Regions from separate parts of the Mus musculus genome. Here region 2 is linked to region 1. The links are chromatin contacts, called in public HiChIP or PLAC-seq maps. All regions are on one chromosome and are shown on one strand. Each heading gives the region's core, a stretch centred on a gene start, on an enhancer-like site or on the middle of the called end of the contact. The rest is flanking DNA. Distances are from core to core; before and after follow the strand shown.

Region 1 (5,141 bases), core at 1,314-3,813:
GTGGTCTATAAAAGTAAAAGGAGAAACCCCTTGTTAGGATATGGTGTTTAATTTTAACTGGGCATGTTAGGTGAGCCAAAGAGGGTTTTTGATTTCTGGACTTCAATATTTTAATAGCCAGACCTTAGTAGTCAGCCTCAGGAGGAGGAGGTAGCCGGATTAGGGAGTAGATCTTGGTGGCTAGCTTTAGGAATGGAATCTAATGGTTTTTAGCATGGAAGGGAGGACAGGGGAGAAGGGCATGGCCAGAGCCATGGTTGCCAAGCCTGGACTGGCTAGGGTGTCTTCAATATGCTGATGGTGGTAGTTGGGAGTCTGGAATAGGAGGACCTCAAATTCAAGGCCATCCTGAGCTGAGAAAATGGAGGTAGGAGGGGGAGAGAGGTGAGGGTCATGTTAGCACTGAATTCAACTTGACCTTTAGATGGAAATTGTACCTAGAGACGAGAAGGAGCCAAACTAAGGTCTGTCAGTCACAGTGATACATAGTACTCCCCTCTCCTTTATTTATTTGTTTGTTTGTTTTTCTACAAGGAAGGTAATATCAATCTCTGGGGCTCACAAATTCATTGACTTAATTTCACCCTCACAGCAGTTTACCCCTACTACCGTTTCCCATGGTATTTTACCCCTAGGCTGGTTGACGAAGCTCAGGTCCAGCCACCTTTCTGTTCCTGAACAGGAGGGCTCTAGCTACTGAACTCTGCTGCCTCCTTGATAGATGGTTGAGCATATGTTGAGTCTTGAGTGCTTTGTGAATATCTGAAACACTTAAGAACTGTGTTTTTCTGAGACTGGAATAAATTGCGGATGAAATGAACACAATTTAATCCCTTGACACTTAGTGACACGGTTATGAAAATACTGTGTTCTCTTAGCTTTGCACTTACAGTATTGTTGCTGACTCTTCTGTGGGAAGTGTCCTTTCAAATATCTGTCCTTAAAACATTTTTTAAAGTGAATTTATGTGTATGAGTTTTACGTGTGTGTGTGTGTGTGTGTGTGTGTGTGTGTGTGTGTGTGTGTGTGTGTGTGTGTAATGTTTATGCGTAGAACCTATGAAGTTCAGAAGAATCCTTTAGGGCTGGAGTTACAGATGGTTGTGAGCCACCATGTGGGTGCTGGGAACTGACTGAACCCAGGTAGTCCCCAAGAGCAACAAGTTGGGTAAAGCCTTGGGTGCCTTCTACATGAGTGTTTCTAAAATGAATCATTTATATATTAATTTATATATTAACTTATTTTCCTATATGTTTATTTATTTTGACATAGTTTCTTTATATGGCTCAGACTGTTCTAAAATTATTGTGTAGCACAGATTAGCCTTGAACTTAAGCGTCCCAAAATGTTGATATTACAAGGGTGTGTTTTACTTCACCTGGCTTGCCATGTAGTTTATTCAGGTTTTTTGTTTGTTTCTTTTTTAAATAAAGTGTTAGCTCAACATGGTGATGCACACCTTTAATCCCAGCACTTGGGAAGCGGAGGCAGGTGGGTCTCTGTGACTTTGAGACCAACCTGGCCTACATAGACCCTGTCTCAAAAAAGGTTTTTTTTTTTTTTTTTTTTTTTAAGTTTATGAATATTTTTAAAAGGTTGATTTATGTACTTTATGTATATGAGTGTTTTGTCTGCCTGTACATTTGCACACTAGAAGAGGGCATCAGATCCCATGGGGCTACAGTTATAGATGGTTGTGAGCTACCATGTGGGTGCTGGGAATTGAACCCAGGACCTCTACAAGAGCAGGCAGTACTATTAACTGCTGAGCCATCTCTCCTTTCCCTAACCCCACCATTTTTAGGTTTTCTCTTGTATTTTCTCATGTGAATTTTAAATTTCTTGTATGGGAAGGTGAGTCATAATTCAGATGGTTCAGTTTTCACTGACATATTATAGATTGTAGTTCTGGCAAAGTACATACGTTTTCTATAGGAAATCTGAAATGAAATAAAACGGTTGAGATGAGTTAGCCTGTGCTGCTGTGCATGTCTATTCTGTTGGCCTTTAGCTCTTCTTGTTTCCTTGTTTGTATTTCTGTTGTTGCTGGTGTGGCAAGCAGGCAGAGGCATTAGACTTGGGGTGACTGATGTCTGCTTTTCTTTCCTTTCTCTCACTGCTTTTGTTTTTGTTCAGAGCCTACAACTGCTGAGAGAAAAAATGGATCTACTGCCATTGCAGAGCCTGTTGCCAGGTAACCAGGGCTTGTTGTTATTTAGAGAAGTTTAATGCAAAGGTGCTGCATAAAGAGAGGAACACACTAAAACACTCAAAGCCCAGCATAAAGAATTCTGCAGTGTTTTGAATTACAGGCTTCCTCGGTAATTTTAAATATAACAAACGTTTGTTATTCTTACTGTTAGAATACCTACTAGTTTTCCTGCCATTCAAGTTCTTACTGTTAGAATCTAAGTACTTGTTTTCCCACCATTCAAGCCTTTTCTTTTTCTGTTGATGACCAAGGTGGGGGAAACAAAGGGCCAAAGGAGATGGTTCTAGATACACTGTCCTGGGCTCTGTGCTCAGCTGCAGCCTCAGGACATTCTGCCTTTTCTTGCCAAATTTCTTGCCAACTGCTATGCTGAGTTGTTTTTGCTTTGTCAGGAATGCTGCAAAGCCTTGAGTGAAGTATGCTGGGATATGAGGTTTTGGTGCTGAGGCTCTGCCATCTGGCGGTTGGGAGAATAGGCTTCTTGGTTTCTGGTGTGAGTCATCCCAGTGGGAAAACCCAAGCCAGTTGGTGACATACAGGTGATGGCTCTAAGGCCAGCACAGGCAGGCACTGTGAGTAAAGCCAATTGGATGTGAGAGTGCGCAGGGCTGAAGATGGCAGCCACACCTGTGCTCCATTCACAGTTCTTTGTCTCTGCCAGTGGCTGTCAATTTTTAGTGAGCTAGCTGGGCTCGAGCCCAGTTGTCATGCTTGCCTAAGTGAGGACTGTCGTTCAGCCCCTACTATGACAAATAAGTGATGCTTTAAAAAGAAAGGATTCAAGCTTATTATTGCCAAATCTTTAAAAATTTGAAGAGAATTTTAAATTTTTTAAAAAACATAAAGTGCCTACTGACTATAAATGACCCTCTTTGTGCCTTCTGAACTGTTGGGGAGAATATAGGGAGGGACGATGAGGAAAAAGTAAAGGATGGCGGGTTATGGGAAAAGGTGGAAGTCATTGGTATTGCCACGAAGCAGTTCTTTTTAAATTTAAAAATCTATGCTTAAGACTTCTGTTAATTTTTTTGACCTTTGGGTTCATATTAAGAAGTTATTGAGCCGGGCGTGGTGGCTCACGCCTTTAATCCCAGCACTCAGGAGGCAGAGGCAGGCGGATTTCTGAGTTTGAGGCCAGCCTGGTCTACAAAGTGAGTTCCAGGACAGCCAGGGCTATACAGAGAAACCCTGTCTCGAAAAACAAAACAAACAAACAAACAAAAAAGAAGTTATTGAAAGAGGATGGAGACTTGGCTCGGTGGCTAAGAGCACTGGATGTTCTTCAGAGGATCTGGGTTCAGTTCCCAGAACCCACATGGCATGCAGCTCACAGCTATCTGTAATTCCCGTCCCAGCGGTCTGATGCCTTCATCTGGCCTCTTTGAGTTTCAGGCATTTGTGTGGTACAGAGACATACATACAGGCAAAATACCTGTATACCTGAAAAGGTAAAATTAAAAACAAACTATTAGTAAAATAAGACATTTCAAATGAGATTTGTATTGTAAATGGTTGCTGCACTCTCTGCATTTAGGTAAAGTATTGCGTGTCCATGAAAGACCCCTGGACTCTGTTCAGAGCACTTGATGCCATCTTAGTTTTTTAGTCATTTTACTGTGGGAAGACAACAGTAGAGAGTAGTGTAATATGGACAACCGTATTGTAAGTGGCCAGTCCTCTTTGATTATAAAATCTTGGAGTTCCCCCCCTTCCACTAGTGGGTTATTTTGAAGGAGATTCTATTTCATACCATTTTATGTAATTATTTCAAGCCCTAAAAGATAAAGACTCTTATTTTAAATTAAGCAGTTGTTACTATACTTTTGACAACAGTGATTTCTTAATGCTATCAAGTATTTGGTGTTATCAAGATCCCAAATCTAAAACCCCATTCAATTCATATATTTAACTTTGTTTGCTTTTAAATCAAAATTCCTCTTTTTTGTTCCTCTTCCAAGTTACCTTCTAAAGGGACTAGATTGTTCATCTTATTTATTTCTGATTTTTTTCTCTTTATATCCTTTTCGTCTTTAGAGTCTCTCCAGTGACCTCACTGAAGGTTTTTACTGTGTGTTTTGCCTGCATCTGTGTGCCTGTACCTCACATGTGCCTGGTGCCATGGAGGCCAGAAGAGGGTGTCACACACTCTGGAACTGGAGTTACAGATGGTTCTGAGTTGTCACGTGGGTGCTGGGAATGGAACCTAGGGCCTTTGGAAGAGCAGCCAGTGCTCACAACTGCAGAGATACCTCTTTAGTTCCTATACTGAGAGATTTTTATTGTGCTAATTTGAAACATATCAAAGAGTTGGCTTTTGGGGTTTATGTAGGTTGGCATTTGGGATGCCAAGGAACTCTATGTCTAAATAGAGTGATCTCCAGAGATACTTTACCATTTGAAATTCATAAGATGCATTGCTTTAATGTATTATGTTAGTCTCCAGAAGCCGGTGCCTGTGTTTGGCTGCATCTATGAAGCCCAGCAAGAGAAGGAGGCTCAAAGTGAGGCTCCTCCCTCTGCACCCGACAGGTAAACATTTTGCTTTTCTTTTTTGGGGATGAGGTTTCATTTTGTAGCCCTGGCTGGCCTTGAACTTACAGAGTTCAACTTGTTGAAGTTGAACTTACCTGCCTCTGCCTCCTGAGTGCTGTGATTAAAGGCTTGTGCCATACTGTCTGGTGTATTTTCTGCAGCATTGATTCATTGCATGGCTGATTCCATTTCATGGTATTGATTGACACTGTTGTGTGAAGTTGGCTGTTTATGTATTTTACTTGCTATGCTGCTAGATGTTGTTTTGCCCAGGCTTGCCCTAGCTTCTGGGCTTAAGCATTGCTCGTCCGTTAGCTTCCTGAGCAGGTGAGACCACAGCTGCATGACTTTGTTTGTTTAGTTTTATCGAGATAATATTTTTCTGTGTAGCCCTGGC
Region 2 (5,692 bases), core at 1,920-4,419, 220 kb before region 1:
TACCTTATTTTGAATAATGGTCTCTCCAAATTGCTCAGAGAGAACTGTGAACTTCCTGTTTCAGCCTTCCAAGCTGGGATTAAAGGTGTGCCTCACCACACCCAGATCCAAAAGTATTCTTAGTAGGCTTACTAGTGAACCCACATTTCTTTTTCCGTTCACTTTTGTCTTGGAGATGAATTGCCCAGGCTGCCTCTCTTTCCTCAGTGAGATGGTCAGTGCACCTCACCATAGCTCAGTGCAAACTTGCCTTTCTACATTCGAGGGTCTTTTCTTATTTGAGAGGGGTATGATGGGAATTGAATATGTGGCCTGTGTATGCTAAGTACCTGCTTTACTCTGGCTCACTTTATGACTATACAGCCACCCCTTTCCCACTCCCAAGCTCCGCACCCCCCCCTGCTTTCTTTTCCTTATCTTCAGAGGCATTATCACCTTTGAACATGCATTGTATGTTACTGTTAAATTTTCTTTATTCCTCTCATTAATTTTTAGTGTTTCCTTCCCTTCTAGAACTTAAGCTTTTCCTTTTTTTTTTTTTTTTTTTTCCTGGTCTTTGGAAACAGGGTTTCTCCTTATAGCCCTGGCCGTTCTGGAACTCATTTTGTAGACCAGGCTGGCCTCAAACTCAGAAATCTGCCTGCCTCTGCCTCCCGAGTGCTGAGATTGAAGGCGTGCACCACCACGCCCGGCAATTTAAGCTTTTCCAAAGCAAGAATCTGCTATGTGATCTATCCCTGAGCTTCAGTAAGAGCCTAGTATTCTGGAAAATTTTGTTGAATGAGTGAATGCGAGCATGAAAATGTGCCTATTGTGGGGCTGGTAAGATGGCTCAGTGGGTAAGAACACTCACTGCTCTTCCAAAGGTCCTGAGTTCAATTTTTTTTTTTTTTTGAGACAGGGTTTCTCTGTGTAGCCCTGGCTGTCCTGGAACTCACTGTGTAGACCAGGCTGGCCTCGAACTCAGAACTCCGCCTGCCTCTAACTCCCAAGTGCTGAGATTAAAGGCGTGCGCGACCACGCCCGGCTAATAATAAATCTTAAAAAAAAAAAAACTATTGTGAAAGCTGAATATCAGGCAGTCAGTGGTCACCCTACAAATGTTAGGCTCTGATCTCTGACCTCCAAATATCGTCCTCAGTTACCTGCTATTCTATTTGCTCTTGCAGTATTTATTGGCTTAATTGTTTCTAAAATGAGGTTAGGTTATCACTTTGAACTACTGGGCACAAGCCATCCTACTAATACACACCACTGAGGCTTTCCCAGCATCCTGTGCATGCCAGACAAGCATTCTACCCACAAGCTTGATCCCCAGGCCCTAGTCTCTCCTTTAAGTTTAAATTCAGGAAAGTCCTACAAAAGGTCCCAGCTAACATCTATGAAAAGAAAGCCCAGGCCATCATCTTTATGAATTACACCCGCTAAACCAGGTGTGGCAACCCAAGCCTTTAATTCCAGCTTTTGAGAGGCAGAGACAGGCAGATCCTTGAGTTTGAGGCCAGCCTGTTCTACAGAGTGAGCTCCCTGACTCTAAAATGAAGAAGAAAGAGAAGAAAAGAAGAAAAGGAAAGGAAGAAGAAAGAAAAATAGAGGGCTACCACTATTTATAAAGTTAATAAACTGTCCTCCACAGAAATGGAATGGCTCAATAGGTAGGTAAATGTATCTGTGGTTGCTGTTGGCAACTTGTTGCCAAGATTTTAAAGTCAGTAAGCCTGGCCGTGGTGGCGCATGCCTTTAATCCCAGCACTCGGGAGGCAGAGGCAGGCGGATTTCTGAGTTCAAGGCCAGCCTGGTCTACAAAGTGAGTTCCAGGACAGCCAGGGCTATACAGAGAAACCCTGTCTCGAAAAACAACAACAACAAACAAACAAACAAAAATCAGCATTACTGCGAATATTTCCCTGCATATAGGAGTGTATTGTTCTTATACACATATTGTACATGTTCTGAGTGCATTGTTCAATGGGTTTAGACAAATTATTTGTTTTGAGATGAACAGCATTAAAATCACTTGGAATTACACACACACACACACACACACACACACACACACACACACACTAATATAAAATATATATCCCAGTTATTCGATCCCAGTTAGGAAAAAAGGAGATAAGAGAGTCTGAGAGACATAACCAAACACAAATAAATAAAGACAGGAAACACTGGCCTGAGATTTGTCGGGGGTGGGGTGGGGTGGGGTGGGGGTGGGGGTCTCAAAACCATAGGATCTGTAGCCCTGCTGGGAAACTTGCAGGCACCTTTTAGTCAAGAGTAGAGGCTAACACATGTAATCCTAGCATTTGGGAAATATAGGCAGGAGAATTGCTAGTGAGTTCAGCAAGAGTGATCTACATAGTGAATGAAACCCTGTCTAAAAGAAAAAACAAAAGACTCAAAGAGGAGGGGAGAGTGCCTTTAAAGGAGCCAGCTGTGGTTTCGCCACTTTCTCTTATGTTTATTAGGCTACATAGTAACACCTGGGAGTGAGTTACGGCTTTCTGCTCTCTGATTTATTATTTTATTTATTTATTTATTGCCACAACTACGCCCGCCCCACACCCCCATCCACCGATAGGCTTGGCTCCAGTCCCAGATAGCCAGACTTCCAAATCTGCGAGGCACCCACCCACCTGGCCTTACAGCCTCATCAAGTCCCTTTTAGAAACCAAATTGGGATCCGCCTCAGCAGACGCAGCAACTCGGGCGGAAAAAGAAAAAGGATTGCACTGGTCCCTCTTGGGGTCTGCCATCCTCTGGTCCCTTAGGTACTTCGGGGCCTCGGAGGCATAAATGACTCAATCCGACTATCAACCAGTCTCGATTCCCTCCCCTGTGAGACTGAAACCCTCAAGTGGTTTCAGGTTCAGCTTTTACTTAAAGACAACGATTTTGAATCCAGAATGGGGAAACTGGGAAAACTGAGGCAGAACAAGACATCCTGGGTGACAGGTCAGACCCTCGAAGCAGATCCTTTCTCATTAGACCTGGAATGCTCCTCATAGTGTCCAATACTGCCCAAGCCAAATCAAGAAGAAACCGCTTGGGTTCTGGCCAGCAGCTGAGGTGAGTGAGGTACCGCCCACAAGGCCAGGGAAACTTTGGGGCGGTGCCGGGGGTGGGGTCATGGTGGAGGGCGGGACAGACCCGGAGGGCGGGAGTGCCAGCCTAGGCTTGCACAGCAGAGGTGGCCCTCACCTGTGGTCCCGGTTCTGCATGTGCGCGACTTTGGCACCATGGAGGGGACCCAGGAAGCTCTGAGTGGGAAAATGCGGCTCCTCTTCACCCCCGCTGCTCGGACCAGCCTCCTGATGCTAAGGCTCAACGAGGCGGCGCTGCGGGCATTGCAAGAGTGTCAGCAGCAACAGGTGAGACTGGCCCCCGGCCCCTTCTTCCCTTCCCGGCCAACCAGACCTTGGCCTCCCAAGGCTATGCTGGAGAAGGGACTTGGGGTTGTGCGGGTTTTCAGATTCCAGTCCCCCCGCCTCCAAGTGAAGCCGGCCAGGCAGGTGTCCCCAGCCTCCTCGATCCTGGGGACTTTGCTTCCTTTGTGTTCAGCTGGTGTTTGGGCTCTTCCTGCAGGTACGGCCAGTGATCGCTTTCCAAGGCCACCGAGGGGTAAGTGCTGGCCGGATGTGCGAGGGAGGTTGGGGGTGAGAGAGCGTAAGCGTGGGCTCCAGGAAGGTGAGCTCTGGGCCGGAGCTTGCCAGAGGTCACAGTCTGAGCAAGTTATGAGAACTAAACCCTATGAAGATGTGGGGCTGTGGTCCCAGGAGACTGTGCAGTCTCAGCCTCTTGGGGGAACTCTGAACCAGCTGCACCTGGTGTGCTAACGAGCCCCTTGGGGATTTGTCTTCAGTCTTAGAATTGTTTGGGGAGGAGTGGCATGGACAGGAGGAAGAGGGGCCGGCTTAACTGGGTTTACCATTCCCTACCCCAGTACCTAAGGTTTCCAGGCCCGGGATGGTCCTGCCTTTTCTCCTTCATAGTATCCCAGTGTGGCCAAGAGGGCACTAATGGTGGCTTGGACCTTGTGTACCAACGCTTAGGCAGGTAAGGACAAGGTAAGAGAAGTTTGCAGGAAATGGGAAGAAGTGTTCAGAAGATCTCCAACTCATTTTTCTATTGTCTTTCCCACTCTTCTTTCAAGATCTGGGCCGAACTGTCTCCACTGCCTGGGCTCCCTTAGAGAGCGACTCACTATTTGGGCAGCCATGGATACTATCCCAGCTCCACTGTTAGCTCAGGAACACCTGACTGAAGGTACCAGAGAGTCTGAGAGCTGGCAGGACACTGGAGACGAACCTGAAGGCCATCCCCAGCTGGCACCAGATGAGGTGAGACTAGAAACAGCAGGTAGTCATCATAAGGTGGGACACCCAGGTCCAGGGAGCCAAGTTTTCCTATAACTTCCCCTGACAGGTGTCTGACCCACTGGCAAGCCACCATGAACAGTCACTCCCAGGATCCTCCAGTGAGCCCATGGCACAATGGGAAATGAGGTACTGAGACAGGCTGGGTCTCCTCTCTACCCTTACATTTCTTTAATAAGCTCTCACCTTGGCCTCTCCCATTCCTTCCAAAAATCCTAGGAACCACACTTATCTTCCAAGCAGAGAGCCTGATCAGTCCCTGCTTTCCCCTGCTAGCCAGAAACGCCTGGACAAGGTAAGCAAGGACTTTAGTCTCTTTTTGGAGTCGGTTCTCACTGTGTAATCCTGGCATGCCTGGGAGCTCCTTATGTAGCACTGACTGGCCTCAAACTCCTTTCACCTGTCCCTGCTTTCTGAGTGCTGAGATGTCCAGAGAGGCAAGAGCTGTTCAAAGAGTAGTTTAAAAGGCAGGGTGAATCTTGGGTTGACACAGTACTGATACAGCATAAAATCTGGCCCATGCTTATAATCTGAAGGTCTCCAGAGATAGGAGGATAGGGCTATGCTCTGCTGCACAGCATGAGTATGAGGCCAGCCTGCCTGGACTACCTACCTAAGGACTGGTCTCAAACAAAACAAAACAAACAAAAAGGCTGGAGAGATGACTTATCAAGTGAGTGCAAGCATAAGGTTTGAACTTAGTCTGAATCCCAGCACCTATGTACCTAGGACCCAGCCAGCCTAGGAAAACCAGCTTTCAGTTTAGTGAGAGACCTTAAAAGAGTAAGGCAGAGAACAATGGAGGATACCCCGTGTCTTCCACATGTGTGCATACCAGCACATACAAAAGAATACTCTTTAAAAATTAGGCTAAGTCTTAAACCTAGGAGCTGATGGGATAGCAGTTTTTGACCAAAGAACCTTCTAGCTTGTTGTTTGTTATACATATTTTTTCCCCCAACAGAAACGTTCAGCACCTATAACCACTGAAGAACCAGAGGAAAAGAGGCTCAGAGCTCTGCCTCTAGCCTCAAGTCCACTACAAGGGCTAGCAAATCAGGACTCACAAGAGGGAGAAGACTGGGGCCAAGATGAAGATGAAGAGGGAGATGAAGATGGAGATTCCAGGCTTGAGCAGAGCCTCTCAGCTCCATCAGGTGAACTGATGAGAGGAGGGTAAATACTCATGGAAAAAGGACCAAGAATTACTTGTTTTCTTGCTTCCTTCCTAGCCTCTGAATCCCCAAGCCCTGAGGAGGTACCAGATTATCTCCTGTGAGTTTCCCCACACTTTCAATTTCATAGTCTGTACT

What was found. HiChIP or PLAC-seq counts read pairs in DNA pulled down with a chosen protein or histone mark.
Region 2: a contact with region 1 is called in an H3K27ac HiChIP or PLAC-seq map of stem cell-derived neural progenitor cells, with 2.5 times the contacts expected there. The contact joins the promoter of Ell3 here to the enhancer-like site in region 1. A contact is called at or near these places in 7 of 39 promoter capture datasets (the HPC-7 cell line, cranial neural crest, fetal liver and 4 more), 1 of 484 Hi-C or Micro-C datasets (nephron progenitors), 4 of 115 datasets of contacts at active chromatin or transcription factors (embryonic forebrain, embryonic stem cells and stem cell-derived neural progenitor cells) and 4 of 9 other capture datasets (adipose tissue, embryonic stem cells, liver and 1 more).

The regions. Positions count from the first base shown.
Region 1 is chr2:121,220,758-121,225,898 of GRCm38.p6, reverse strand. It overlaps Trp53bp1 (transformation related protein 53 binding protein 1), which reads left to right. Exons shown (of 28, transcript NM_013735.4): 15 at 2,137-2,194; 16 at 4,649-4,741. Among named protein-coding and RNA genes, the nearest start is that of Trp53bp1, 48 kb to the left of the region's middle. Within about 2 kb of position 2,563, at least 35 of the 459 cell types and tissues checked have an H3K27ac peak or open chromatin away from gene starts, as enhancers often do. A contact at or near this core is called in neural stem cells and stem cell-derived neural progenitor cells, where this site is marked.
Region 2 is chr2:121,440,078-121,445,769 of GRCm38.p6, reverse strand. It overlaps Ell3 (elongation factor RNA polymerase II-like 3), which reads left to right and starts at 3,169. Exons shown (of 11, transcript NM_145973.2): 1 at 3,169-3,374; 2 at 3,589-3,624; 3 at 3,947-4,059; 4 at 4,157-4,343; 5 at 4,429-4,508; 6 at 4,599-4,674; 7 at 5,344-5,536; 8 at 5,612-5,654. The coding sequence starts at 3,243.